5 separate regions of the Mus musculus genome follow, and regions 2, 3, 4 and 5 are each linked to region 1. The links are chromatin contacts, called in public promoter capture Hi-C and targeted proximity ligation maps. All regions are on one chromosome and are shown on one strand. The core of a region is the stretch at or near the end of the contact, and the rest is flanking DNA. Distances in the headings are between cores, read along the strand shown. Region 1 holds the start of Fads1 (fatty acid desaturase 1). Region 2 holds the start of Nxf1 (nuclear RNA export factor 1). Region 3 holds the start of Zbtb3 (zinc finger and BTB domain containing 3). Region 4 holds the start of 1810009A15Rik (RIKEN cDNA 1810009A15 gene). Region 5 holds the start of Asrgl1 (asparaginase like 1).

Region 1 (3,166 bases), core at 267-2,766:
GGAGGGCCTTAGGGAAAAAAAGCTGTAAGCGGAGGTGGAGTCCGTGGTCAGTGGCACCACACATCCAGACCAATCGCTGTCCTTGCCATGAAATCCTAGGCCCCCAAGCCACACAGAATGGGAAGCCTAGACGGAGCGGGTCTGCTCCATCCTTTCATGAACCGGTATAGGAATGCACTGCTGTTTGGATTCTGGGTGGTTACTTCTAGAAACCGGCTCCTTCTAGCCTGGTCGCTAAGGCCCTCCACCTCTAACTTCATGGGCAACTTAATAGGAACCCTGAGGACCCCGGGAGCACGTTAGACTGGCAGACAAGGAGTAAGAGGTCGGAGGGATGGCATTAGGTAGTTAAAAGGGAGATGGACCCAAATGTAGAGACCCAACAGATGACAATCCTGTCAAAGAATGCTCTGTCCTAAGTCATTCCTAGTCCGGCCCTCGCCTCTGAGGGAGGATATGGTCTAAAAAGAGAAAACAGGGCCACTAGACAGAAGCTGGGGTTCGTACTGACTCTTCCTTCAGTAAGCTACAACGGAAAAGGGACGCGACCCCGCGAAGTGTCTAATCGCGCGGGAGCCCTATTCCCTCAATAGTCGACCTCCCTGGCCCAAGTGACCTCGCACTAAGAATCCGAGTACAGTTTTACGACTCCAACTGCAAGCTGTCTTGGACCGGCTCAGGTTCATTACCCTACCCTCCGGGCTTCACAATGTACAGGTGATGCCCAAGCACCGGGTCCTCAGTGTCATCCCTAGCGCAAGCAGTCCTTTCCCACTTCCTTTCCGCTCCGAATCCCAACTTAGGGCCAGTTCTCTAGGTCAGACAAGGCTGTGTTCACCCTCCTAGCCTGGCAGACAGGACGCGACTCCCACTCTCTGCTCAGACTCCTCCTCCCACCACCGGAGGTTGCAAGTACCGTTGAACGGGTGCCTGGAAAGCTCATTCCCTCCTATCCAACCCATGCTTGAGACTCCAGAGGCAAAGCACGGATGTGCAACCAGCCCTTTGTTTGAGTGTGCGTGTCTCCGGCCACCGTCTACCGCTCCGGTCTCTCAGGCGCTTGCATCCCGGGTTCAAAGGCCTCTCTCCCCGCCAATGTCCCTCCCCGAGGTGCAGATGCGCCTATTGTCCGCTCTCACCGTGGCATCCTGACCCGCGTAGTGGCTGATGACCCGGGAGCCCCCCGGGTGGCGGCGGCTGAAGTCGCTGATGTTGTACACCTTCCGGTCGATCACGAGCCATCGCTCCTTCTCCCGCCCGGAGCGCTGCGCCACCTCCTCCCAAGTAAAGTAGCGCGTTTGGCGGAGCTGGGCGGAGGCCGGGCCAGGGGTCGGCACCGGGTCGGGAGCCATAGCAAGCTTGGCGGGGGAAGCTGGAGTCTGAGAGGTGCGCGCTCCGGGCCGCGGGGCAGCGCACGCCAGGCTCGCGAACTAGGGGAGCGTCGGGCTGCCTCGAGCGCGCGCCCGGAGACCGCCGTTCGCGCGCAGGGTTTTCAGCACCCTTGGCGCGGACCGCCGAGCCCCGCGGCGCGAGCTCCCATTGGCTGAGCCGAGTGGCGTGGGGCGCGAGCTCCGCCTCTCTCGGGTAGCAAAGACAGACTCCCCACTCCCCGGAGAGACTCAGGCTACTTCCAGCGGCAGAGACGCGCCCCCTCGCGGGGCCTGAAAGTGGTCTCCAGGCTATTCCACTTCGGAATTTATTTATTTATTTTTTTATTGAGCATGGTAGGGATTGATAGGATAACGGTTCCTTTGAGTGCGTCACAGCTTGATGTAGCTAAGGCGGAGGTCCCAAGGGCGCATAGAAGCTTGGTGTGAACATATAGAAAAGAAAACAGTTCTCATGTTGCTCAGGCCGGCCCCAGACTCACTGTGTAGCTGAGAATGACCTTGAACCTCTGACTCTCCTGAGTTCTGGGTTTACAGGCACTGCTTTCCACGTTCTGTTTCATACAGCAGATTGTGCTAAGGCAAACGTTCTGTCAATTTCCTGCCCCTAGGAAACACGTGACAAATTAAACACAGTGGCTTTAGCAAACAAAACAGCATCCTGACCCAGTAGCCGTTCAGAGATCCCCCTTCCTAGCAAGGTGGGCAGTTAGCATGTGTGGAAAGAAAGAGGACTAACATAAAGAAAGAGACTGATTGGCTACAGTTCCAGGCTTTTGCTCACGTGATAGCCCAACGCTAACAGAAGTCTTGTCTGCTATGATTGGCCGTCACTTTTGACTTACAAGAATATAGTACTTAGGAACACACACACACAATTAACACATGCACGCATGCACACACACACATGCACTAACTAAAATGTGATGATGATGATGATGGTGGTGGTGATGATGATGATGATAACAATACTAATGATAGCTCTATGGTTCAGGAGGAACAGTTGCCTGATGCAAAACCCAGTGACCTGAAATGGATCCCTGGGACCCACAAGATGGAAGGAGAGTACTGACTTCCACAAGTTTTTCTTCTAGCCTACATTGCCTGCAATTCATGGCAGCACACACACACACACACACACGTAAATAAATAAATAAATGCAATTTTAAAAACGATTTTAAAACAAAAATAAAACGAAGAAAGGCCAGCCTTGCCTTCTTTGTATGTAGTTTAACATTTGCAATTAGCTTTAGCATTTTCTATTTCTAGTGATCTTAGTTTCGTATTGTGTTTTGTTGTTATTTTTGTCCCTGGAAGCAGTAGCCCTGGCTGATCTGGAACTCACTGTGATGAACAGATTAGCTTCGAAGTTGCAATGATCGCCCTGCTTTGGCCTCCCAAGTGCTGTAATCATAGGCAAGCACCACTGTGTTTCACTATATTAATTAGAATTATACAGGTTTAGTGGCCTTAATTGTCAGGAGACAGTAGGACGCAATCAATCGTGAAGTTTGTGTGACAGCCTCAGCAGTGGTTACACCAGCAGTGTGTAGACTGGTGAATCTAGCAATCTCTATTTCTGGAAGCATGAGCTTCTTTAGAGCGCCGTTTGCCAACTGTGGCACAGAGCCTGTTCTCTAACAATTCTGTGTATTGTGGGTCTTTCTGCAATAGGGAACTTTACTGGGAACAAAACATCTCTATTCTCCTTGGAGTTTCGCTCTTGCTCTGGCTAAGTGTGAGAACTAAACTGTCTGCACGGACATTCCTCAGCCTCA
Region 2 (3,166 bases), core at 213-2,712, 1.4 Mb after region 1:
ACCCTGTCTCGAAAAAACAAGGGATTTTCATCCTTCCTTGTCTATAGCTCTGTGGGAGAACAGAAGGCCTGGCACACAGGGAATGACCTGGAACCTCTGATCCTCTTACCTTAAACAGTGCACTACTACACTTGGTTCTATTTATTTTCCTTTTTGCCAGACCTTGAGTTTAACTCTAGGAGCCCAACCCCCCCAAAAAAAAGTAAAAGTCTATGCAATACCGAACTTGGGAAGCTGACACAGGGAGACTGACTGAGGCCAGCCTGGGATACTAGGGCTGACCCTGTAAGGGAGAATTAGCCTTCCCTAGGGATGAATTCCCTAAATGGTTATCCAATCCCAAATGGTAAGCTTTAGAAACAAATATATACACATTAACACTAAATGGGCTCTGCATGTTGGATGAATTTGGGGAGAGAGTTGACAATGGGAATGGCTAGAGAAAGGAGACCAAGTAATTATATTTGAATTAAAATAAAGGTTCATTGGGTAGCTATTTTTCAGGCCTGGATAAATCATCAGTATTACACAAATACAAAAAAGGTATAACTTTCAAAGAAATCCACCTAATATCTAGCATCCTCTAAACAACGATCCTCTCCAAGCAACCCTAGTAAAAAGGAATACATTAAGAGACAGTGAAACTACGGTTCACGGAAGAAAATTCCCACTCCAGTTACTGTGTTCTAGGCACTTGGTAGAAATTATTTCATACGCACACAAACGCACACGCACATGCACACAAACTTGGGAGACAGGTACCCACATGAAAGAGGCGGAAAACAAGGCCTGAAAGTTTAACTCACTCGGGTTTAGTACAGCCAACTCCAGATTCAAACCTCAGCTGTCATAGTGTCCTAACCACCACAATGAATTAACATGTCAGGATAGGTGTTCCGACTAGAAATTTGATAAACAATAAGCAGCAAGCTACAAGAACAGACTGATCGTATCACAAAAAGAAAAAGAAAAATAGGGCACCAGGGTAGCCCACGACCAAGCGACTACTGACTCACATTTAAAGGAAGAGTCGGGCCGCCAAACTGAACTGACAGGCATCAACCACCCTCAAAGTTGAAAGGAATCTTGTCACCCCACCCCTGAGCCACAGGTTCTCCAACGCCTGAATCCGGGCGACTCTGGAGCCCCTGGGTCCCGCGGCGCCCCGCGCCCCCTGCCCGCGCGGCCACCGCTACCTACGGACGTAGGGCTCCTCGCGGCCTCCCGCCCCCGGGCTGAGGCCTAGGCCAGGGCCGCCCACCCCAACCCACCGCGTCGCCTCCCGGCCCGAGGCCCCGCACTGACCGTTGTATGACTTCCCTTCGTCCGCCATGGCACAGGCAGGTACAGGGGCGGGCTCAGGCGCAGAACCTGACGCCACCAAACGCCAAGGAGCCTTAGCGCTCAGGACAGAATCTCTCCTACGACCGGCGCCACCGCATTTATCCGGCGAAGCACGTCGCGCGCCGCCGACGTCCCCAGGATGTGGGCGGTGCCGCGGGACGTGAACGCGCTCTCTGAGCCTGCGCAGAAGCAGGGCGGCCGCTCGGGGGCGTGGCCAGGCCCTCCGAGGCCCGCCCACGGCCGGAGCTCCGGCCGGATGGCCTATCGGCCGGCCCCGCCTTCCTATTTCTTCGCTGGCCCGGTCCCGGAGCTAAACCCTCTGCGTTAGCACTGAACTCAAGAGGAGCAGGGTCGAGGGCTACACACAAGAATGGAGACCTGGCCTCTGAACGGGAGTAACGGCCCACAGTCCCCGCCGGTGGGATCCCGGCAGCGAGTAAGTCGCAGCTCAGTTCCTTGCCAGCCGCTGGCCTATGCCCTCTTAGCTTTTCTCATCTCCACGACGAATTATGACGAAATAGAAAATTGGAATGTAAGCCCCACTGGAGCAGGAACCTTAACTAATGCGAACTTTTCTTCCTCCAGCACAGTATCATGCCCAGTGTGAAACCCAAGTGTGAATTAAACGAAATCCTGTCCTTCGTAGGTTTTTAAATTGACTAATGAAAAAAGGTCTTTTAAATTGACTAATGAAAAAAAAAGTCAAGTCGGGTGTAGTGGAGCAGGTCTTTAAACCCAGCATTTGGAAGGCAGAGGCAGGCAGATCTTTGAGTTTGAGGCCAGTCTTGGCTCTATAGAAATTTCTAGAACAGCCAGAGCTATGTAGAGACCCTTCCTCCAAAAAAAATAAAATAATAAAATAAAATAAAAAAGCTTTAGTCTTACTATCAATACTTTGTCCAGTTCAGAGATAGGGAACACTACATAGACCATCTCAAAACAAAATCAGGGATCTAGTGAGCCTTAAGCCTTGATCTTCACTTCACTCAGTCTGTCATACTGAAGCCTAATTGGTAGACCCAGGTCAGCTAGGTAGGTAGCTAGGGAAAGTTGCTAGTTTTGGGTTTTGTTTCTTGAAACAGGGTTTCTGTGAAACTTGCTTTGTAGACCAAGTTGGCCACAAACTCAAGAAATTCACCTGCTTCCAACTCCCAAGTGTTGACTGAAACTTTAATGTCAAACCCAAGAGCTCTAGGAAACTTTTCTGGTGTGGCTAGGACTATTGCAGCCTTGGATCCAGATGCTGCTGTGGGAGGGGGAAGCAGATGGGGTGCTGGTAGGCATGGAGCATGACTTGATTTGAAGATACAAAACAGGCTCAAACTTATGGGTACTGTCTTGGAAGTTGCCGCCCAATTATGAACCCACTTAGTCCAAAGGAAAACTCTTATGAAGTGCTGCTGTACTTGGCTACTCGCTTCTAGGGGGGAGTTGTGTGTACAGAGCTCCGGAGCTACCCTGCCTATCAGTAGGGGCCCATCAGAGTCACTGACTTAACCCTTTTGGTTCTGGTATTGGGCAGTGGTTAGCTTTTTGCTGAAGTCCCCCCCCCCCCCCCAGAAATGACATCAACACTAGTGAGGCTGACAGTCTTGCTGTAATTGGGAGGAAATAGGCTGCAGCATGTTTGGCATATTGAGAGTCACCAGTAGCCAAAGTCAGGTTTGTGCAGGCAACTGTAGGGCTCAGAGCCCCCTCACCTCACATGGTGAGGAGAAGGCGGCAGTCAAGTTCTAGCTGACCCAGATGATGAAGTTGGTCCCTTGGATACTTCTTGAGGATTCTTGCCTCTCAAGAAGGAAGGGCGTTTTCTCCTCTTGCT
Region 3 (3,166 bases), core at 204-2,703, 1.4 Mb after region 1:
ACAGCCCTTCAGATCTGTGGGGCTGTTCCTCTGACAAGTCAGCCTCCTCATCAGAGATCACAATAGCTTCTACTTTTACCTGGACCAGTTCAGCTTCAACTGGGGCTGGAGCCTGGGATAGAACTGGGGCTGGCGCTGGGGGTGGGGCTGGAGCTGGGGGATAGAAGCCTTGCAATGGTCCTCCAGTATCCCTTGGTTCCACCACCCTCAGACTCTCAGGAACCACATCAAGAGGAGTCAAGGGCTCCACCGAAACTCCTGGAAGGCCAGAAGAGAAGTAGTTTACAGGAATGGTCTCTGTAGAGCTACTTGGGCTGGCAAGAGAGACGGAGACATCAGCCACTGGTGGAGGAGGTGCCCGAAGATGTGATGAGTCAACTTCCATGCTTGGTTGTGTAGTGTCTGCCCCCCCAGATACTGGTGGCTCATCTGCAGGATGAGCAATGGGTAAGGGAGTGGCTGGACCCTTCCATTCCTCTTTGTTCCAGCGGGCTGACGGTTCAACAGATGCCAGTAAAGGCTGTGGGCCTCGAGAACTGCCTGACAAAAACTCCAGACTAGCAGGATTGGTTTCCTCTTCCTTCTTGGTACTGTCTGCCTCTGCCAGAGCTCGGGCCTGCAATCGTTGCTTACAAACCTTAACAATGTCATTCATGTGCAAGTAGCTGGCAGCTGCCAGCACATCTTCTAGAGGAGTATCTCCCCTAAGGGCCAGCTGGCCAGCATACATAAAGTCCAAAAGCAACCCAAAGGCTGGGGCCGTGACAATCTCATTGTGAATACACACCAGGTCCCTCTTGTCCAATTCCCGCTCCTTGTAGAAAAGCTGAAAGAATGGGCTGCAGGAGGCCAGCACAGCCCGATGGGCCAAGAACTGGGTACTACCAACCATCACAGTGCAGTCACAAAGGAAACCCTGGGACCGTTGCTCCCGCAGGCTCTGAAGCAGCTGCTGACTGTGTTCTGGGAACTCCATAGCACCCCAAGGAGGGAAGGGTGCCCAAGAGAGTTCCCTACCACTGACTCCCTGGGAAGAAAGGACAGTAAATTAGGTAACTTCCATAGCAACCTCCACATCAGCCCTTAAATAGAGCTGACCACCCAAGGCCTCTGGCAACATGCTGTCCCCCACCCCCAACCATGTTTCAGTTAACTGCCCTTCTTTTTCCACTATCCCACCCAAAGACCTGTTGGCTCCGCCCCCTGAGCCTAACCTTAGGAATCGTCCCCGCCCCTATTCGAAAAAAAGCCCTGCCCCCGGAAGTCCCGCCCCCTAAGCAGCCTGTGCTTCCTCGATTCTCAGCCGGTGCCTTACAATGAGTCCTCCAACTAGGACTGTCTTTTGCGCCCAAGCTTTCCCGGGTGATGCCTTCACGCCCCAGACCCGGAACTTCCTGCGCTTTTCCCTCTCGAACTCCAAGGCTAAGGACTCCCAACGTAGGAACTAGCAGAGAAAGCTGAGCCCTCACCCACGACCTAGCAGCTACTAGGAGAGCTCCGCCTCTTCCCACCTCCGCTATCTTAATTGGCTCAAGCTTGCCCTCTCTTGTTGTGGATTGGCTCACTGTGAGCTACCCCGCCCCTCGATAACCGGCTTCTCCAAATGGGCAATCCCTGCCATTGCTCAGGCGTCGAGGCTCACAATTGGTTGTTGCTCCTGTCCTAAACTTTTCTTCCTCATCCCGCCTTCCCTCAGAGACCTCAGGATTGGCTGAACTTATTCATCTGTTTCCCATAGGGAAATTACCCGCCTGGGTGGGGCGAGGTTGGCAGTAACGCAGTGTATTCGGGAGTATACAGCCTGTTTCTGCTGCGGACTACCTAGAAGGAGAACTATAACAAAATGGTGTGATAACCTGTAGGCCCACGTCTAGACCAAGCTCTGCCGAAACAGTGGGCAGTAAGCCACACCTCCCAAAAGTGCAGTTCACTCTTGCAGATCTGGTCCTCGAAAATTACAGGATGCGCCACTAGTTCAGGCTCAGTAGTGGTGTTAGTAACTACCTCTAACTCTATGAAGATGATGGACTGTTCTCTAGGCAAGCCCTAGTAAGGACAGAAATGGGACAGAGTCTAAGGATATCTGTGTTGTTAAAATCTTTTCCCTGAGGGGGGCTGCGATCGGAATGTAAAGTCAATAAGTAGAGAAAACAAAACAAAACAAAAAACTCTTCTGTAAGGTCCCAATGATAAACCAAGGTACTATGCCACTAGTACCTTGGGCCCCTGAGAACTTATTGGCCTTTCTTACAGAGCCTAGGTGAGGGGTTACTTACAGGAGTGTGGGTGAGCCACTTCAGAAGTCCCTGGCTAAAGGGTTTACCCAGCATAATGTTCCTGTAGCCATATAGATGGAGCTCCCTCCCTAAGTCATTCTCCACCTATAGAATTCTGGGTATATATATATATATATATATATATATATATATATATATATATATATATATATATATATATATATATATATATGTATATCAATCAGGTAATATATGTAATATATATATTACACACACACCCAGCCCTGGAGATCCTGGGGTCATGTGCAATTAGGGAACTGGTTGAGGGAAGTGACTGGATACTCAAGTGAGGGTCTCATGACCCTCCACAGCCCCTCATCCTATAAGGGAAAGTCAACAGTCAGCAAGCACAGCTGAGGTGGTCTTCTGCCTGCAGACCCAGCTAAAGTTCTGAGGAGGATGGTAGTTTGCCTCCAAAGATAGTCCTGTTTGGTCCCATAATACACATGTGGTTGTGCATGTCCACAATATGTTCAGGAGGTAGAAGACAGAGCATCGGAACTTCAAGGCCAGCCGGAACAACAAACTTTCAGCACAGCCTGGACAGCATAAAACCCAAGTGTAGGTGATGTGCTCTTTTAATCCCAACACTTGGGAAATAGAGGCAGGCAGATCTCTGAGAGTTTAAAGTCAACCTGGTCAATATAGTGAGTTCTAGGCCACCAGAGCTGCACCATGAGTCCCTGGAAATAGTTCCACGAATGGAGTTTTGTTTATTTTTTCAATTGAGCTACTTCTTGTTTGCTTGAGAGGATTTCCACATGTAGCACAGGTTGTCTTGGAACTTAGAGTGCTCCTGCCAATGTCTCACCAGCAGGAGCTATAGGCAGGTCAATGGTGACCAGTATTGAAGAAACATTTCCCCCACC
Region 4 (3,166 bases), core at 382-2,881, 1.3 Mb after region 1:
TTATCTTCAAGATCCTCCATAGCTACGTCCTGGGGAGCTTTTATCTTCTTTTGTTGCTTGGGCTGTGGCTGACTAGTCCTGGTTGACTTGGAGGGGGCTTCCACTGAACAAAAGGAAAGGAAAAAGAAAGCATTAAAGATAAAACCCAGGGGCTGGTGAGATGGCTCAGTGGTTAAGAGCGCCGACTGCTCTTCCAAAGGTCCTGAGTTCAAATCCCAACAACCATATGCTGGCTCACAACCATCCATAACAAAAATCTGATGCCCTCTTCTGGAGTGTCTGAAGACAGCTACAGTGCACACACTGTAAATAAATAAATAAATAAATAAATCCTAAAAAAAAAAAAAAAAAAAAGATAAAACCCAGGTAAAATCCAGACTTCTTGTTGTGTAGCCTCTGTGCCCAAGACTTACCTTCCATGGCTGCTTTTTCTTTCTGGGCAAGTCGGATCTGCTGCAAGAGTTTCCTGCGCTTCTTCCCAGACAGCGTGATGTTGGCACGAGCACTGGACCTGAGTGACAGGAAACAAAAAATATCCAGGTTCATTTGTACCAAACTGAGCCTCAAAAATGACCCCAGCTAAGAAAAGGTCTCACTCTGTAGACCAGGCTAGCCAACAGGCAACCTTTCTGTCTTAGTCTCCTGGCACTGGAATTTAAATGGGAGCATCATTGCCCAGTTTTTGTTTTATAAGGTCTCTGCATTCAAATTACTGAATGGGCTCTGGTGTCCTCAGGGAACTCTTTAACACTTAAGACTTTTTAACAATTTGACTTCAATATGTACCTCAATAGTATTAAGTCAGTAAGTTCTGAGTTCGAGGCCAGCCTGGTCTACAGGGTGAGTTCCAGGACAGCCAGGGCGACACAAAGAAACCCTGTCTTGAAAAAAAAAAAAAAAAAAAAATCCAGTGAGCAGCTGGGGGGTGGTGGGGGTGGTGAAGGACTTTAATCCCAGAACTTGGGAGGCAGAGGTAAGTGGATCTCTTAGTTAGAGGCCAGCCTGGTCAACACAGAAAGTTCCAGAACAGCCAGAGCTACAGAGAAACCCTGCTTGAAAACCCGAGACAAAACAATCAACAACAGCATCAGAATCCTGTGAGCAATGATACCATAAGAGGCTAGTAGTTTGGAAACTAACATAACTCTCAACTAGTTGCTGCATAAACGTGAAAGAGAACAAGAAATTTGGAGACCTCTGGGATGCTCTGAAACCTGGTAGGAAGTGGGTAGGAATGTCCAACCGGAGGATAATACTGTACGTACGCCCGCTTCTTGAGGTGGTGCTTCGTAGTCAGCCCTTCGTCTATCACAGCCCCGACCACCTGGCGTTTCCGTCGCCGATCCCTGCTTAATACCCTGCGGCGCTTGAACAACTTCTTCTTCAGCTCCTGCGGAAGAAAAAGATGCGCATGTAAGGTTCTGCACACCCACCCGGGATCCTCCGCACCTAACAACCCCAGCCCCTAACTAATCCTGTTTCCAAAGAGGAAAATGCCGGGAAGCAAAGGGAAACAAAGACGCAGTTCCCACTCCCACAGTTCAGTCACCGTCCGGGGACGATTGATCTTTCCTCCCGGAGGTGCCATGGCTACACTCCGCGGCTCATTCCAAAAGCCGCACTTCCGCTCCGCTCACAGGTTCCGCCACACGCAAAAGACCCCGCCCTCTGATGCCTCCGAACCAATCGCAGCTTGGAGGCGGGCACCAGGGGTATATAAGGTTGTTCCGCGCGTTGCGGGGCCTTTCCAAGGGTGGTTTTCACGTGAGTCTTGATTTTGTCTTTATATGCGAGGGAACTACTGGGAACTGGGCCTGACTTTGTAGATCCTCCTTTTCTTGGCGGGGACCGGGCGTGCGGTCCCGCTCCCCGTAATGTACGGAGGTAGAAGAAAGGGCTCTGGCCCTCTCGGCGTTATGTCTTCGGTGCTTGCGGCTTCCCGTTCGCGGGTTCTATCCTCAGACGCCGGAACACTTAACCGTGCAGAAATGTAGCTAGGTCCCGCAGTCCCCTCTGGGTTACTCAACGCTTTTTATTTTATTTTAGGTCGACATTGACGCTCCCGGAGTGATGGTTAACATTTTCTTTGCTGTTTATTATTGAATCAATAAAGTCTGTGAACCCTAAGGACCCTGTGTTCGCTACCTTTTTTTTCTGCGACTCGTAATTTGCAAATCTTTAGGACCGAAAGCACATGTTGGGAGTGATAGTGACTATTCACTAAAGATCTCTGGTCGATCTTGTGGGGGGACTTAATAAGCTAAATCTCAACCAGGATGTAAATCTTTATGAGTATAGAAAGTGCGCTCCTAAAGGCATGGGAATCAAACCTGTAGTTATGGTAAAAAGCCTAGCGTAATGGTGCGCACGTGTAATCAGCAGAACTAACCTGGGGTAGCATGCACCCTTATCTTCAAGCTTCCTGGCATTTAAACTGGCGGTAGGCACAGCTTTCTCACTAAGATATTGGAAGTAAAACTAGGATCTCAATCCTCCACAGGCATGCCCTGTGGATGTTCTCGGGGTGGACTTGTCTCCGTGCTGGGACCTACATAAACAGCCTTATACAAGGAGGCCATTGCCATTCCCAGTGCAGAATCTGGGAGCCCTAGCATCCTTAGGTTCCTCACAGCTCTCCAGGGATAATTGTTGCTAAGCGAGATTTGCCTGAGGATTCAAGGACCCTCCTTTTCAGCTGCCCTACTAGAAGTAAGAAAAAAAAAATCCAATGGCTGGACTGGGTATAAAAATTAAGCCCTAAACCGGGCAATGGTGGCCCACACATTTAATCCCAGCACTTGGCAGGCAGTGACAGGCAGATTTCTGAGTTCAAGGCCGGCCTGGTCTACAGCGTGAGTTCCAGGACAGCCAGGGTGATACAGAGAAACCTTGTCTCGAAAGACCAAAGAATAAAAGTTAAGGCCTTATAAGACATTCAGTTAAATCTCAAAAGATTTCTGAGAGTTTCCATTCTGCTTTTGTTGGTCAAACATAGAGTTGGAATTTTGCCATTGTATGAATAGCTAGTAATTGAGAGTGTTTTCCTGGTTTGCACAATTTGTGTCCTGGTTCATAAACCTGGAGCCTGAGGGTAATACTGGGTTACCAGGTGGGGAGACCTGACATCATTACTGGCTGGGCTCAATCTGAACTGCAGAGCTGGTGT
Region 5 (3,166 bases), core at 422-2,921, 1.0 Mb after region 1:
GGATTGCAACTAGATATGGGGACAGAGAAATCAGCTTTTGAATAATAGAAGGATAATCTTTACACGGTATACAATAAAAATTATGCCTACAAGGTTCAACTACATAGTAAGTTTGAGGCCAGAGTGTAATGTATGAGACCATCTCAATTTCTTTTTAACTAGAGCAAATTCAAACTCCTCTCTATAGCAGAGCCACTCTTAGAGCCTCACATTCTGATGTAAAGTCTCTCGAAGAAAGAGAAAGGGGTGAAGATATCACTAGTGGGAAAGCATAGAATACTGTGGAAGGAGGTGGACAGGCAACCAAGACTGGGTAATACCAGACCTGATGCTCTGGTTTCCAGAATCAAAGGCTGGTCCCTTCTCCAACATCTCTTTTGCATATGATCTTTCTTCAAGCAGAAATCTCTAATTATGTAGCAAATAAACACAATAAATGAAACCCACCCCAATGAGGACAAGACAAATCTACTCAAACCTTGCTAATGCAAAGGAACCAACCAGCCACTGGTTTTGGTAGAGACTCAGAAGCAGGCAAACGGGTAGGAAAGGGCTCTATGGGGAAACAGGCTGTGTCCTGTTTGGATGCTCTTGGCCTAGGGAAGCTAGGGATAGACTAACTAGAAAAGATGGCCCTTTGTGATGGTTAGGGGAATCAGATACAACTTTTCTCTAGTTGGTGGTAAGATGGAAACAAGAAAAAATATTAGGAAAATTGGCACTTACCCACCGGGTCCTGACCATTTGAAGCCATCTTTATTGAGGTTTATTGAGGTCTACAGAAGTAATGGTTGGGAAGTCTTACACAAGGTCAGCCCTTTTCATTAACATATGAGCCTGGGTTGCCCCACCTTAAAGAGAGAAGGACTTGCAAAATGAAAGTCTATCTTTGACACCAACTCATCTAGCCAATAAACAGTACAAAGCGATTGATAACGAAAATAAAATATTGCTTCAGTAAATTTAAAATTAGAAAACAAAGGTTGTGAGAAAAAAACAAACTCATAATTCAAGTAAAATTGCTTTACATAATAAAGCAGGGCATTCTTCCTAGGTGTCACTGCTACAGAAACCTGTAGATGTCACTGGCATCTGTTCTCCCTCTTTGACTATCAGAACAAAACTAGACTCTAGGATCCCTTTGGTGAATACGAAGTGTTTGGTCTTCTACCCCTGCCGCCACAACTGCTGGAAGCAAGGAAAGAAGAAATGTCAACAAAAAGAGGGCACTGAGAGATGAAAGGATTTAGAGCTGGCATCCCTAGACTTAGAGGAGGAGAGGAGCTGGGATTTCTGGGCTCTCAGAGTGTCTAATGAACAGAATCTGTCAAATTAGAGGCAGAGGTATACTTTATTTTCTTCTCTTCCGAAAGATTAAGATGGGGAACTTAAAGGGAAAAGGTTTTAATGTAGCATTCTAACTAGCAAGACTTAAGAGCATGCGATAATTTCAAGGCAAAGGAGACAAAGGGTCCCGCGTGCTACTAGGGAAGTAGAAAAGCAATGTTATTCTAGATCTGGAGTCCCGGAAGGCTGGTGCGCAGCGCTAGGGACCCCGGGGCTTTACGGTAACTCAGCAGCGCCCCGGGCCCCCACCCTCGTGCGCAAGCGCGGAACCGTTGCCTGCAGAGCGGTTGCAGGCGGAGCGGTTTGCTGCCTGGTGGCTTGGCCAGTTTGACATCATGGCGTGCGCCCGCGGCACCGTGGCGCCGCCAGTCCGAGGTATGGGAAAAGAAACAAGAACAAAAATGTAGGATTTACCAGAGACGAGGAGCTCAGGTCCGAAGGACGTGGGGAAGTCCAGTCCTCAGGGTACCCCGGACCCTAGGTGGAGTGAACTGGAACAGAGAGCACGGACCCCGGGAAACTGAGGCACAGAGAGATTCCTGGGAGGAGGGCTGGAGCTCTGATACATGCGACCTCAGTACTGGCGCCGAAATAGAGGCTGGTGTTCTCTGGGGAAACTGAGGCTGAGGGGTAGCGCTGTGGCACAAGCGCAGGCTCGGAGTCTTGACACCAGGCTTTCTGAGCCACAGATGCCCCTGCCAGGTCGGAGTGGGAGAGCATGGGGAGGAATGCTGGGAGGCTTGGGTCGCTTTGGGGTTTTGTAACAAAACTCTCACTGAGCGGGGGGGGGGGGGGGGGGGGGACGGACGACACTGAACGGAAACAACTTTGACGCTGCTGCTCACTTGAGTTGGTTCCCTTGGACCGGTACAAAATGACACTCGCCTCTTCCTGATGCCTAGCCTCCATCGATGTGAGTCTCGTGGTGGTAGTCCATGGTGGCGGAGCAAGCAACATCTCAGCCAACCGGAAAGAGCTGGTGCGCGAGGGCATCGCCAGAGCGGCAACCGAGGGCTACAAAATCCTCAAGGCGGGAGGGAGCGCGGTAGATGCTGTGGAAGGAGCCGTGACTGTCCTGGAAAACGACCCAGAGTTCAACGCAGGTAAATTATGCTTGCCAGGTGAATAATGCCAAATCGGAGCAAGTTCCTGTCCACACCGACGCGGTATCCTTCAGTCTGACTGGCTTTGTGGTCAAATAATACTCTAGAGCAAGATGCAGTGCTGAATTTCCTCATTTTGCACTAAGCAACTTGTTTTGAGAATTTTTTTTAAGTCTGTTAATTCGCCTTTTATATAGCCTGCCCCCTAAGAATTCAATACTAAAAGCCAGGCATCTTGTTGGAGAGCCCTCCATAGCCTGAAACCATCTTCAAGCCTCAGCCTTCCAAGTGCTGGCTTTACAGGTGTAGACTTTTGGTATTTGTGGGTCTTGAGGTAGACTCTACATACCATAAAATGTAGCCATTTCGGCTTTGAGACCTGTGTGTACATTCCCTCCCTCTACCCCTCTGCATCTGTGTGTTTTCTCTGCCTCCCCCAAATTAAGCTCAAAAATCTTGAAACAGATGCTGGGAGAATCTTTTATTATAATATCCGGTCCCTGCTAAACAGTAAAGTCACTAATCATCTTCTGACTAGAAAATTGACTCTGGATAGGTCTCTAGGTGGAGACTGATCATTTTACAGACCAAGCCCTAAGTGGGAATTTGAGATTTACAGCCCCTCTCATCTTCTAGAAAAGAAAAAGGGGCCCCCACAATGAAGCAATCCAAAAACTATCCCTGAATTTTGGGGATGGGAAAAACCTCCAAATTGG

Evidence for each region. Promoter capture Hi-C pulls out the DNA fragments that hold promoters and counts their contacts.
Region 2: a contact with region 1 is called in a promoter capture Hi-C map of pre-B cells, with 4 times the contacts expected there. A contact is called at or near these places in 4 of 39 promoter capture datasets (the C10 cell line, cranial neural crest, hippocampal neurons and 1 more) and 2 of 130 datasets of targeted methods (astrocytes and extraembryonic endoderm stem cells).
Region 3: a promoter capture Hi-C map of pre-B cells shows a contact between it and region 1, with 4 times the contacts expected there. A contact is called at or near these places in 4 of 39 promoter capture datasets (the C10 cell line, cranial neural crest, hippocampal neurons and 1 more) and 3 of 130 datasets of targeted methods (astrocytes, epiblast stem cells and pancreatic cancer cells).
Region 4: a contact with region 1 is called in a targeted proximity ligation map of astrocytes, with 2.2 times the contacts expected there. A contact is called at or near these places in 5 of 39 promoter capture datasets (the C10 cell line, cranial neural crest, hippocampal neurons and 2 more) and 4 of 130 datasets of targeted methods (astrocytes, embryonic limb bud, large pre-B cells and 1 more).
Region 5: a contact with region 1 is called in a promoter capture Hi-C map of pre-B cells, with 4 times the contacts expected there. A contact is called at or near these places in 3 of 39 promoter capture datasets (the C10 cell line, hippocampal neurons and pre-B cells) and 2 of 130 datasets of targeted methods (astrocytes and large pre-B cells).

The regions. Positions count from the first base shown.
Region 1 is chr19:10,181,238-10,184,403 of GRCm38.p6, reverse strand. Fads1 (fatty acid desaturase 1) reads right to left here and starts at 1,516. Exons shown (of 12, transcript NM_146094.2): 1 at 1,140-1,516. The coding sequence starts at 1,352.
Region 2 is chr19:8,755,399-8,758,564 of GRCm38.p6, reverse strand. It overlaps Nxf1 (nuclear RNA export factor 1), which reads right to left and starts at 1,462. Exons shown (of 21, transcript NM_016813.2): 1 at 1,306-1,462. The coding sequence starts at 1,333. 1700023D09Rik (RIKEN cDNA 1700023D09 gene) reads left to right here and starts at 1,596. Exons shown (of 2, transcript NR_132423.1): 1 at 1,596-1,780. Stx5a (syntaxin 5A) reads right to left here. Exons shown (of 10, transcript NM_019829.4): 10 at 2,923-3,166.
Region 3 is chr19:8,800,835-8,804,000 of GRCm38.p6, reverse strand. It overlaps Zbtb3 (zinc finger and BTB domain containing 3), which reads right to left and starts at 1,453. Exons shown (of 2, transcript NM_001098237.2): 1 at 1,316-1,453; 2 at 1-1,027. The coding sequence starts at 976.
Region 4 is chr19:8,887,348-8,890,513 of GRCm38.p6, reverse strand. 1810009A15Rik (RIKEN cDNA 1810009A15 gene) reads right to left here and starts at 1,631. Exons shown (of 4, transcript NM_025463.3): 1 at 1,550-1,631; 2 at 1,266-1,390; 3 at 414-511; 4 at 1-103. The coding sequence starts at 1,588. It overlaps Lbhd1 (LBH domain containing 1), which reads right to left. Exons shown (of 6, transcript NM_001286103.1): 4 at 1,266-1,390; 5 at 414-511; 6 at 1-103. The coding sequence ends at 73. 5730408K05Rik (RIKEN cDNA 5730408K05 gene) reads left to right here and starts at 1,744. Exons shown (of 1, transcript NR_027866.1): 1 at 1,744-2,127. Snora57 (small nucleolar RNA, H/ACA box 57) reads left to right here and starts at 1,829; the gene lies at 1,829-1,978. It also overlaps Mir5136.
Region 5 is chr19:9,134,071-9,137,236 of GRCm38.p6, reverse strand. Asrgl1 (asparaginase like 1) reads left to right here and starts at 1,671. Exons shown (of 7, transcript NM_025610.3): 1 at 1,671-1,722; 2 at 2,250-2,450. The coding sequence starts at 1,683.